2 separate regions of the Ovis aries genome follow, and region 1 is linked to region 2. A link is a contact called in public Hi-C data. All regions are on one chromosome and are shown on one strand. The core of a region is the stretch at or near the end of the contact, and the rest is flanking DNA. Distances in the headings are between cores, read along the strand shown.

What was found. Hi-C and Micro-C count contacts between places; a contact is called where the count stands out from the background.
Region 1: a Hi-C map of mixed tissues shows a contact between it and region 2, with 2.7 times the contacts expected there. The contact joins the enhancer-like site here to the promoter of REPIN1 in region 2. A contact is called at or near these places in 5 of 16 Hi-C or Micro-C datasets (blood, hypothalamus, mixed tissues and 1 more).

Annotation. Positions count from the first base shown.
Region 1 is chr4:113,988,387-113,994,390 of ARS-UI_Ramb_v3.0, reverse strand. No RefSeq gene overlaps it. Among named protein-coding and RNA genes, the nearest start is that of GIMAP8, 12 kb to the left of the region's middle. Within about 2 kb of position 2,775, at least 5 of the 54 cell types and tissues checked have an H3K27ac peak or open chromatin away from gene starts, as enhancers often do.
Region 2 is chr4:113,935,232-113,941,765 of ARS-UI_Ramb_v3.0, reverse strand. REPIN1 (replication initiator 1) reads right to left here and starts at 2,496. Exons shown (of 4, transcript XM_042249009.2): 1 at 2,425-2,496; 2 at 915-1,112; 3 at 1-167. The coding sequence starts at 1,071.

The DNA.
Region 1 (6,004 bases), core at 1,526-4,025, 52 kb before region 2:
TTCACCCAAGATCACAGCTGGAAGTGACAGAGCTGGGATTCTAACCCAGTTTTCATACCAAGACTCACGCTCTTCCAACCTCAGCCATTTCCGTGCGGTGGTCACTGAAAAGTCAGTGGAAGCACCAGCAATACAAACAGCAGTCCCGTGGCATCCCACCGCCCATCCCACCTCATCCAGAAAGAAGACCCAGAGTGTGGAGCCCAGAACCTGTCTCTACTGGAAGCTGAATTAACGCTGCCTTTCTCAATACACTCCCTAGGCATTCCTAGCGTTCCTTAGAATTTTTCTAAGGTCAGGCAAACACCGAAATGATTTCCAAAAATTCAAAAGAGCAGCCATTCACTCAGAGAACTCTGTTACAGCTGAGCCTCAACCTCTGAAATCCAGGCAAGGGCTCAGCATCCCCCACCGGCTCTCTTGATATTTCAGAGGCATTGCAGCCCACCTCCACCCCAAGGGATCAGACTCCTCTGTGATCGTAACCACGCCAAAGACCTAGGATTCTCTCAGAAGTGCTTTATGTCAGTTTTCCTTTTAAACACATTTAGTTCAACAACAACAACAAAAACCTTCAAGACATTCCAGCTTAGAACTGCCATTCTCGAGGTCAAAAATTGATTCATACTCAACTAGCTGATTGTCTTTAAGGCAATTTTATTTCCTCAGTAGCATTTGGGAAAGTTTTCAAATTTTCCAGTCAATGTATCCTTAAGTCGATTCGACCACAAAGCAATTTGGCCCAATTACCTATTTAATAATTAGATCATCTTTCCTCATCTTGAAGAGACCCGTATATGGCATCACCCCTTAAGAGAGCATCCTCTGGACTCCTCCCCATCCTCATGTTTTGGACAAAAGGAAAGGGCTCAAAACCAAGACTTTAAATCAGCCTCAATCATTTCCTCCCTGCCCCAATACTTCCGCTTTTTCAGAAGTATTAAGAAGGGAACATTCTAAGGGCTTGAAGGATTGGGCTCGAAGATACTTCACCTCGTTATTACAGAAATCTTCTAATACATGATAGTGGTAGACAAAAGGCTGTAATGACCCCCAGTCCCCTCTTACCCAGCTTCAAATCATCAACACACAGTCAGTAGTTCCTCGTCTCTAGCTGCACCTTCTCACACCCATGCCCCAAAAGGTCTTGAAGCAAATTTCAGAGAGCATTGCATTCCCTGCGTAGGAACACTAAAAGTCCTTTCATTGTACAAGCACAATAACCTAGTTATTAATTCCATATTATCAAATATCCAATAAGTATTCAAATTTTCCTAATAACAGCCATATATTATCAATATTTTTATTGACATATAGATGATTTACAATTTTGTGTTAATTTCTGCTGTACAGCAGTGTTTCAGTTATATGTATTCTTTTTATTTTATTTTTTTTTTTACATGTTGATGTATTCTTTTTAATGTATTCTTTTCCATTATGGTTTATCACAGGATACTGAATATAGTTCTCTGTACTATATAGGAGGACCTTGTTGTTTATCCATGCTATATATAAAAGCTTACATCTGCTAGCCCCAACCTCCCACTCCACCCAGTCCTCAACCCCCTCCTCTTTGGAGGAGTCTGCTCCTATCGCCAATCTGCTCTCTATATCCGCCATTCTGTCTCTGTTTCATAGATGGGTTTGCCATGCTAAGCTGCTTCAGTCGTGTCCAACTCTGTGCGACCCCATGGACTGTAGCCCGCCAGGCTTCTCTGTCCATGGGATTCTCCAGGCAAGAGTACTGGAGTGGATTGCCATGCCCTCCTCCAGGGGGATCATCCTGACCCAGGGATCCAGTTGGCGTCTCTTAGGTCTAACCTGCCTTGGTAGGTGGGTTCTTTATCACTAGCACCACCTATGAGCGTGAAAGTGTAAGTGCAAGTCGCTCAGTCATGTCTGACTCTTTGTGACCCCATGCACTATACACTCCATGGAATTTTCCAGGCCAGAATACTGGAGTGGATAGCCTTTCCCTTCTCCAGAGGATCTTCCCAACCCAGGGATCGAACCCAGGTCTCCCGCGTTACAGGCAGATTTTTTATCAGCTAAGCTACAAGAGAAGCCAACACCTGGAGTGGGTAGCCTATCCTTTCTCCAGCGGATCATCCCGACCCAGGAATCGAGCCCAGGTCTCCTGCCCTGTAGGCAGATTCTTTACCAACTGAGCTATCAGGGAAGCCCACCATACACAGGCTTATTTGTGCCACATTTTGGATGCCACATGTAAGTGTAACGTCTATATTTTAAAGATTTGCTTACAGATGAAAACAACCCACCGTTTTCAGCTGGCCTTTGTTTTTCCCACTCTTACTACATTCTTCTTTTTCTCTCATCCTGTGGTCGACTCGGCAGACTGTAGAGTTTGTGCCTCACCCCATTTGGGGCCTATTCCCGTTTTAAAAGTCCCTTTAAATAAATTTTGATGAGCAAGTTTTCATCGCCAGATTTTTGGCTCATTCCCTTTGGAAAGTTACTCCACGTTTTCTTCTTCTCCCCTCTTGAAACTCAGACGAGAAATGTATGTTGAAATTCATTACCTCCATGTTTCTCTTCTCATCAGCCTTTGGGTTATCATCAACCTTCACTTCATCTCTAAGGGGACAGTTTACAGCTCTGATTTTTTTTTCACTCACTTCCATAGGGCACTCGAAAGCCTCATGGTTCTATTTATTCATCCAGCAAATATTTACTAACGGCCTGCATAGTCCCTGATTTGTACACTGTAATAAAAACGCGGCCAGGCAGGCCTCAGAGAACAAAGTCCAATTCACGCCACATCAGTTCTCGAAATGTGCGCTAGAGGGCGCGTCTTTCCCGTTGGCATCTGACAAGCGGCGTGGCTAACTATGTGCAGCCTACACCTCAGGACACAGTCAACCGATCATCTCACACAACTTGCACCTTAAAAACGAAGTAAATTCCATTTGCTGGATTCACGGACAAAAAGAGAAATATATAAATTACATAATTCCCCCCAAAAGGTCCAACTTTCCAGTAGACACCACAGGTAGAATGCTTGGGGCTTACAGGTTTTGCAAAATTATAAAAATGTTAAGGACTATTTTCATTCCAGAGTACCTAAAGAAAACTGAAAAATTGAAATCAATAAACTTTCAACTGAATGTCGATGAGAGTGACATATAAACTTTGCTGTTAACTGCAGACTCAAAAAGACTTCCTTATACTTAAAACAATTAACAAGTTTAATTCTCTAGACAGTAAAATTTCCTGAGTATGCCCCAGTAACGGCCAAGAAACCCAAGTCAGCTGACACAACCAGTATTTATACAGCACCTAACCTGTACCAGGCATTGTTCTGGGCTGTGGATGGACAGAGTCCCACTGCCCTTGGTACTTACATTTGAAGAGAGAGATAATGAACAAACCAACAAATAAATAAACAAGGTCATGTCTGTGATCACTGTGGCAGAGGAAATAAAGCTGGTTGATAGGGAAAAGCACACTTAGGGAGCTGCTGAGCCAAGCGTTTAGAAAATGTCTCCATGAGATGACAGCTGTACAGATATCTCATTGACAAGAGAGCGCTGGGAATGTCTGGGAGCATAATTTTCCAGAATATTCCAGGAAGAGGGAACAGGGGCAAAGTCTTACCCATGAGAGGGTGAGTTTTTAAAAGATAAAGAAGAGTAGGAAGAGCACGAATAACAAGTAATCGGATGTGGAGAAAAGGGAACCCTCCTACACTGTTGATGAGAATGCAAATTGGTGCCATCACATGGAAAACAGTATGGAGATTCCTCAAAACACTAAAAATATAGTTACCGTATGATCTAGTAGTCCCAGTCCTGGATAGGTATCTGAAGAAAATGAGAACCCTAATTTGAAAGGCTACAGGCACCCAATGCAGTGGTGCGGTGGCCAAGAATCCCCTGCCTGTGCAGATGACGCAAGACTCACGGGTTCCATCCCTGGGTCGGGAGGATCCCCTGGAGAAGGAAACGGCAACCTGTTTCAGTATTCTTGCCCGGAGAATTCCATGGACGGAGGAGCCTGGTGGGCTACAGCCCATGGGGTCACAAAGAATTGGACACAACTGAGCGGCTGAGCGCCCACACACAATGTTTATAGGAGCTTTACTTACAATAGCCAAGATATGGAAGCAATCTAAGTGTCCACTGACAGATGAATGGATTAAGAAGATGTGGTATATATATATATACAATGGAATACTACACAACCATTAAAAATGAAGTTTTGCCATTTGCAGCAAGATGGATGGACCTGAAGGGCATTATGCTTAGTGAGATAAATCAGAGAGAGAAAGACAAACACTGTATGTTATCACTTATACATGGAATCTAAACTATAAAACAAATGAAGAAATGTAACAAAGCGAACAAGCTCACAGATATTGAGAACAAAACTAACCGTTACCAGTGGGGAGCAGGAAGGAGTGAGGGGCAAGATAGGGGTAGTAGCCCGCCAGGCTCCTCTGTCCATGGAATTCTCCTGGCCAGAATATTGGAGTGGGCTGCCATTCCCTTCTCCAGGGGATCTTTCTGACCCAGAAATCAAACCCAGGTCTCCTGTACTGCAGGCAGATTGTTTATCGTCTGAGCCACTCGCAGGTACAAACTAGAGGTATAAAATAAATAAGCTACAAACAGGCATTGTACAGCACAGGGAATATAGCCAGTATTTTATTATAATAACTTTAGAGTATAATCTATAAACAATTTGAATCTCTATGTTATATATCTGAAAGTAACATAATGCTAATACCAACTATACTTTCATTTTAAAAAAATAGCAGAGGAGGAAGGCATACTGAGGTGAGGAGGAGGAAGGCTGCTTTTTTTGAATATACTGAGATGACCATGCCCTGTCTCCATTAATCTGTTGCAGTGGTATATTTTTTAATAGATTTTCCTTATGTTGAAACCTCTTTATATTTTTTTAATAAACCCTTTTTGGTCATGATACATTTTTAAATATATTTTTGGATTTGACTTGCCGAGATTTTATTTTGGATTTTTGTGGAGATCCTCACATGTGAGACGGGCTGAAAATTTTCCTTCATTGTCCTGTCCTTGTCTGGTTTCATTTTCAAGGTTATACTAGCCTCATTAAAACATTTGGGGATATTTTCCCCACTATTCTCTGTTTATATATGAAGAATTATCATTAGAGGTTGAAAGCCTTCCCAAATAAAGCAATCTGAGCTCCTATTTTAATTAAATTTTACCTTTCTTATTATTTTTTCTCTTTCTTTGGGTATATTCTGTTGTTCTTTTCCTAACTTTTTAAGTTAAACTCTTGACTTCTTGATTTTCAAAACCAAGAAGTCCTCTCTTCTGATGAATATATTTAAGGGTTAAATTATGGTTGCATGACTCAAAGTTTGTAAGGTGGTGTTTTCACAGTCATTCATTCATTTTGTCATCTTTTTGTTAATCATAGGTGTACATCTTTTTATTGCACTTCACAGATGATGCATTTTTTTACAAACTGAAGGTTTATGGCAATATTGTGTTGGACAAGTCTACCTGTGTCCTTTTTCCTACAGCATCTGCTCACATCATGTCTGTGTCACATTTTTCTAATTCTCACAATATTGCATACATTTTCATTATCACGATATGAAATAATGTTAACATATTACATTACAGTGATCGGTGATCAGTGATCTTTGATGTTACTCTGGGACTTACTAAAGACTCAGATAAGGGTTAGAATTTTTTTGTAATGTAGTATTTTTAAATTAAGTCGGCATACATTGTTTTGTTTGAGGTATAATCCTACTGCACACTAAACAGACTATAGTGTAAACAGAATTTTTATATGCACTAGGAGACAAAGAATTCACGTGACGCTTCATTACAATATTCACTTTATTGCAGCGGTCTGAAAGCAAGCCCACAATATCTCGCAGGTGTGCCTGTATTTCTAATTTCATTGTATTCACAGAATACAACCTCTCAATGATACCTTTTTTTTTTTTTTAACATCGTCCCATAAGTGGGACTGGAGAAGGAAATGA
Region 2 (6,534 bases), core at 1,247-3,746:
TTTCCCGAGTGCTTCCCTCTCCTTGTTTCTATTTGCTCTTGTCACATCCGAGCTCCGCAGCAACTCAGTGAGGCTGGGCAAGAGATACGAACTCCCGGTCTGATGGATGAAGCCACTGTCAGGAACGACAGGGTGACGGGACTTGCCCCAGGGGCCACAGAGTAAACCTACAGCAGAACCCGAACGAGGGCTCCAATCTAACCCCGTCTTAGGGAAGGCACTTTGACCTCCCGAGCCTCAGCCTCCCACGGCCAGGAAAGCCAGTGAGAACGGCCCCTTCTCGGGAGCAGGAGAGAGCTCCGGATGCTACTGCCAGCCCAGCGCGATGCCAGGCCACTGCCTGCCCAGACTGTGCCCGCATTCTGCCCGCCTGCCCTCCTCCGCCCCCGCACGTGATGAGGACATTGCAGGAAGGAGAGCGCTCTTGAATCCAAAGAACGCCCACAGCTTGCTGCCCTCGGGGGTGAGCCTGCCTCGCTGCCTTCCCTCGGGGGACTGGGATTACTGGGGCAAAGAAAGGGAAGGAGATTGTAATCTCTGTCCCTTGTCCCGGCCTGCCCCAGCCCCGCCAGGGGCTGCCCCATGGGCAGCTCTTCCAGAGCGGGGAGAACCCAGACTCCTGCAGGGGAGTCTCCTACACCCACTGCCAGATGGGGTGGTGATGAGACTCCTAAGGGACCTTCACTGCCTGCTCACAAGTTCCCCCGAAGTTCCCCCAAACCTGTAGTCCTCTCCAGGAGCACAGACATGACTCATTCCCAGCGGCCAGACTGAGCCCTGGGAAGACTCCCAGGATGTGATGAACGTGAAACTTCCCCCCTCCTCCCTCCAGCGCCCCCCCCCAACCCCCGCCGTAGTGGGGCACTGGGGCCATGAAATGGTTCGAGAATCCAACAAAGAAGCCCACACTCTACCCTGGAGGCTGTGGAGCTGGAGATGAGGCTTGGCCCAGCTCCTCCTGGGGCTGTTCCCGAGGATACTTCTGCGGCTGGAGCGCCTGCTTCGGCCCACACTCGGGTAGCCCCCGGATGTCAGTGAAAACTGCAGCAGTAAAGACACCCCTACCCCCATGGCAGAGCTCAGACCTCCGGTGGCAGAGAGGCCAGTCTTACCTGCGGGGAGGGGAGAAGACGCGTGCGTGAGGCTCAGCGCTCCCCGAGGGAAGTCATCTTTGTGTCCTCGGCAGCCACGGCCCCCTCCCCCACCCCGGCACCCCGCGGGGCAGAGTGACCTCAGTGGCCATCGGATTAAAAACTGAACGTGCCCCCTACACCAAGGAAGCCCGGGGCTGCGTTGGAGGCTCACTTCCTCCCCTGGTAAGGTCACAGCACGAACTGTCCATGCTGATGGCCAAAGGCCCCCGGGCCGAGGGCAGGAACTCTGAAATCCCCGCTGGCTCCCCTTCCCCCACCCTCCTCCCGACAGGAATTCCAGGCCGGGTTCCCAGGGGGGCTGCCAGGCGCGCTCCTGTGACGAGGACTCGGGCAGAGTCCCCTGCCGCGTCCCAGGTGGCAGAGGGCCGTGCAGACCCCCACACTCCCCCTTTTTGTATTCGAGCGTGTGCTTTGCCCCCCTCCCCCCCGTCTACGTTCGCAGACACACGGTTCCGCGCTCTCCGAAGGGCCCCCCCCCCTCCGGTCCCCACGCAGAGCGCGGCTCGCGGATCCTGCGCGCAGGTGCGCGGACTCGCCCCCCGACTCGGTCCAGCAGTGCACCACCCCCCAACACAGCGCGCACCCGGTCACGCGCCCCGCAGGTAGGGCCCCCCCCCCTCTAACCACCACCACCACCACGGGCCCGCGTGGAACCCCGCGCCCTGCCCAGGACGAACCTCTCCACCGGGGAGCGCGGAGGCGCGTCGCGCGTCCATGAGGCCCGAGAGCCGGCGCCGGCCGCGCTCGCCACCCCGCCGCGGCGACAGCAGCAGGTTCGGGTTCACCACCGCCAGGCCCGTGCCCAGCCCCCCCACCCCCGCCCGCCCCGCCGGTTCCCAGCGCCACGTGACTACAGGAGCTGCCGAGGGTCAGTCGCGGGCTCGGGCCGGCGGCCGAGGCCGGAGGGCGGGGCGGGCCGCGGGGCCGGCCGCGCGGGGCCCCTCTCCCGCCCCCAGCGCCCCCTCGCGGGCCGCGCGGGGCCCCGACTCCGTTGCTATGGCTACCGGCAGGATTTTTCCTGGACTGGCCCGGCTCAGGTTTCCCCGACCCTTTGTCCCTCCCGGCGAGCGCGGGTGCCTGGGCGACCGCATGGCCGGACCGCGGTCACTCGGCGAGACCCGACCTCGCTGGCCCGAGCCTTGGCGAGGGCGCTCCTCGACCCCCACCCACCCGGCCGTCGCCCTCCGCTTCTCCGACCACCTGGACCTTTGGCCGCGCCGCAGAACGTGAATAGCGCAGCGGCTGAGCCCGGGCTGGGGGCACGGCTGACCCGAGAAAGTCGGCTTCTGGGTAGTTCAGAGCTGGAGAAAAGGAAAGGCCCGATGGGGTGAACTTTGAAAACGGGCCGCCCTCGCTTCCAGAAATCAGCCGAGCGCAGGCGCGGGCGGTCCTGGCACCTAGGACGCTGCGCTTGGAAACGCACCGCATCCCAAAGGCGAGTGCGGAGGCAGGTGCGAGTCTGCGTCCCTGACTCACCGTCTAGCAGGTGGCCTTGGCTTTCCCAACGAAACACTTCATGGGTTTTCTAGACTTGGACAGTCTCACGTATTCTTATGCTTTTCAACACAGGCAACTTTATAATTGTACATTTTTAAAAAAAAACTTTATTTTGTATTGGGGAGTGTAGCTGATTAACAAGATGTGACAGTTTCAGGTGGACAGCAGAGAGCCGTATGCATACATGTATCCGTTCTCCTGTACGATTATTGTTTAAAACACAAAGTCTGTTGCATTAATAGGAAATAAAATATGCAGATTTCTCATACTTACCTCATACATTTACATTAAATGTAACGTAAAATATCAGTTACATTTAATGCCTTGGTATGTATCACCATCAGGAATCCTTTTGGATATGAATTTGAGCAAACTCCAGGAAATAGTGGAAGACAGAGAAGCCTGGCATGCAAGAGTAGGACAGGACTTAGCGACTGAACAACATAACGTATCATCGGGCATTTTTTCTGGGCTTGTCTATGCTGTTTGAGGTTGGGGTAATGCCTTACAAAGATGTATTCTGCCTTTCTCGCTTAACAATGTTGTGAATTTTCTTCTGTCCTATTAAATATTCTTTTATAACAAGATTCTTAACTGCAACATAACTGCACATACATTTTCTACTTTTCTGTATCATGGATTCATAGTTTATTGCAGATGGCTGATTTAAAAATTCTAGAAGTGGGGAACTGGCAGGTCAAAGGCAAAGTATATTTTTCAAACGTTTTCTAAACTATCTTTGAGAAAAGTTTATTGGTTTTATTATGAGAAATGCCCTCTTTTCCATATCCTTGAAAATACAGGCTGTTTTTTCAAATTTAAAGTTGTTCTTTCTCATTGTTTTGAATGTTGCTTCTTAAATTACTAGTTAACTGGCTTGTTTTTCATGTAGTTATATATTAACTGTATTTTGTCTTTTGTGAATTTGCTTATGTCCCTTTGCCCACTTTTCTGTTTGTTCATTTTAAAAAGTTGGGAAATTGACTTCTGGGTATATGTCTGAAGATAATTCAAAAAGATACATGCATCTCAATGTTGATAGCAGCATTATTTACAATAGCCACGATAGGGAAGCATCCTAAGTGTCCTCCAACAGACAAAAAAGATAAAGAAGTTGTGGTGTACATAAACAATGGAATACTACTCAGCCTTAAAAGAATGAAATGTTACCCTTTGCCGCAATGTGAATGGATATGGAGGATATTATGCTTAGTGAAATAAATCAAACAGAGAAAACCAAATACTGTTATGTTATCACTCATAAGTTAAATCTAAAACATAAGAAAAAACAACCTACTGAATATAACAAAAAAGAAACTGACTCACACATACAGAGAACAAACTTGTGGCTACCAATAAGGAGAGGGAAGGAGGGAGGAGCAAGATAAGGGTAGGTATACTACAGAGATATAAATAAGCTACAAGGATAAATTGTATCCTTTTATTTATTTCTTTTATTTCCTATAAGATCACAGGGAATATAGCAAATATTTTACAATAACTATAGAGTATAAATTATAAAAATTTTGAATCACCATGCTGTATACCTGAAACTAATATGATATTGTAAATCAATACCTCAAAAAAAAAAAAAAACAGTTGGGAAATTGGTTTTATTTCACTTTGTTTGGGGGTGGGGGGCACTCCTTTTAAAGTAAAAGGCTTCTATGGTTTCTGCCTTATATTTAGAGAGATCACACCACCCCTCCCCAAATTAAATTTTATGTTTGTATTTTTATGACAGAAAATGTTTTAATGTTTTTAGTGTAACTACTCCCCTTATACACAGATTTCCTTTTTCTCTCCAAAACTTTCTTAGCTAAAATGACTCATTTATCACTTCTCCTTTTGAGATGGTCCACACTTTGTCTGTGGAGTGTGTTTCTCTCTCAATAAATCCGCTTCTTACCTGAATGAATAAATAAATAAAATCAATCATTTATTCTTCTAAATGAACTTTAGAATTTCTTGTCAATATTTAACATTTTTTCTTGTCATTATTTAAAAAACCCAGATGAAGAGAGTTAAGATTCATGTCCCTCTATTTGTCCAGGCTTTATTTTACCTCTAATAGTCATTTTCTATTTGCTGATTAAATAGTGTAACTTTTATACTTATCCTATACAAAATTTACAAATATGAGAAATCTCTGTCAGAAACTTTGTCAGAGTTTTAAGGTTGAGAAAATATGGTAGAATGGATATTGTAGCACATAAGCTAAGTCTGATGATTATAGAATGGATTTTCTATGCATGCAATCAGAAAATGCTTGAGTTTTTACTGAAATACTTACTGTGTGTTACTTGCTCAGTCATGTCCAACTCTTTGTGACCCCATGAACTATAGCCTGCCAGGCTCCTCTCTTTATGGAATTCTGCAAGCAAGAATATTAGAGTAGGTAGCCATTCCCTTCTCCAGGGCATCTTCCCTGACCCAGGGATTGAACCCAGGTCTCCCACACTGGAGGCAGATTCTTTACCATCTGAGTGACCAGGGACCCCAAAATGCTTAATAATAATAGTTAATATTATTGGGAAGAATAGAGGACAGAAATGGTATGGACCTAACAGAAGCAGAAGATATTAGGAAGAGGTGTCAAGAATACACAGGAGAACTATACGAAAAAGATCTGCATTACCCAATAACCACGATGATGTGAACACTCACCTAGAGCCAGACAGCTTGGAGTGTGAAGTCAAGGAGACCTTAGGAAGCATCACTACGAACAAAGCAAGTGGAGGTGATGGAATTCCAGCTGAGCCATTTCAAATCCTAAAAGATGATGCTGTGAAAGTGCTGCACTCAATATACCAGAAAATTTGGAAAACTAAGCAGTGGCCACAGGACTGGAAAAGATCACTTTTAATTCCAATCCCAAAGAAGGGCAATGCCAAAAAGTGTTCAAACTACCGCACAACTGCACTCATTTGACATGCCAACAAAGTAATGTTCAAAATTCCCCAAGCTACGCTCAATAGTACGTGAACCAAGAATTTCCAGATGTTCAAGAGTTGGACTATAAAGAAAGCTAAGCACCAAAGAATTGATGCTTTTGAATTGTGGTGTTAGAGAAGCCTCTAGAGAGTCCCTTGGACTGCAAGGAGATCAAACCAGTCAATCCTAAAGGAAATGAGTCCTGAATATTCATGAAAAGGACTGATGCTGAAGCTCCAATACTTTGGCCACCTGTTGTGAAGAACTGACACATTGTAAAAGACCCTGATGCTAGAAACAATTTAAGGCAGGAGGAGAAGGGGACAACAGAGGATGAGATGGTTGGATGGCATCACCGACTCAATGGACATGACTTAGAGGAAGCTCTGGGAGTTGGTGATGGACAGGGAGGCCTGGCATGCTGCACTCCATGGGGTCGCAAAGAGTCGGACATGACTGAACGACTGAACTGAACTGAAGCTGGATTTAGAAAAAGCAGAGGAACCAAAGATCAAATTGCCAACATCGATTGGATCATAGAAAAAGCAAGAGAATTCCAGAAGAACATCTACTTCTGCTTCATGACTATGCTAAAGCCTTTGACTGTGTGGATCACAATCAACTGTGGAAAACTCTTTAAAGAGGTGGGAATACTAGACCACCTTACCTGCCTCCTGCGAAACCTGTATGCAGATCAGGAAGCAACAGTTAGAACCGGACATGGAACAACACACTGGTTCCAAATTGGGAAAGGAGTATGTCAAGGCTGTATATTGTCACCCTGCTTATTTAACTTATATGCAGACTTCAGTTCAGGCGCTCAGTTGTGTCCGACTCTTTGCGACCCCATAAAATGCAGCACGCCAGGCCTCCCTGTCCATCACCAACTCCCGGAGTTGACAAAGACGTTTGTTGACAAAGTAATGTCTCTGCTTTTTATGCTGTCTAG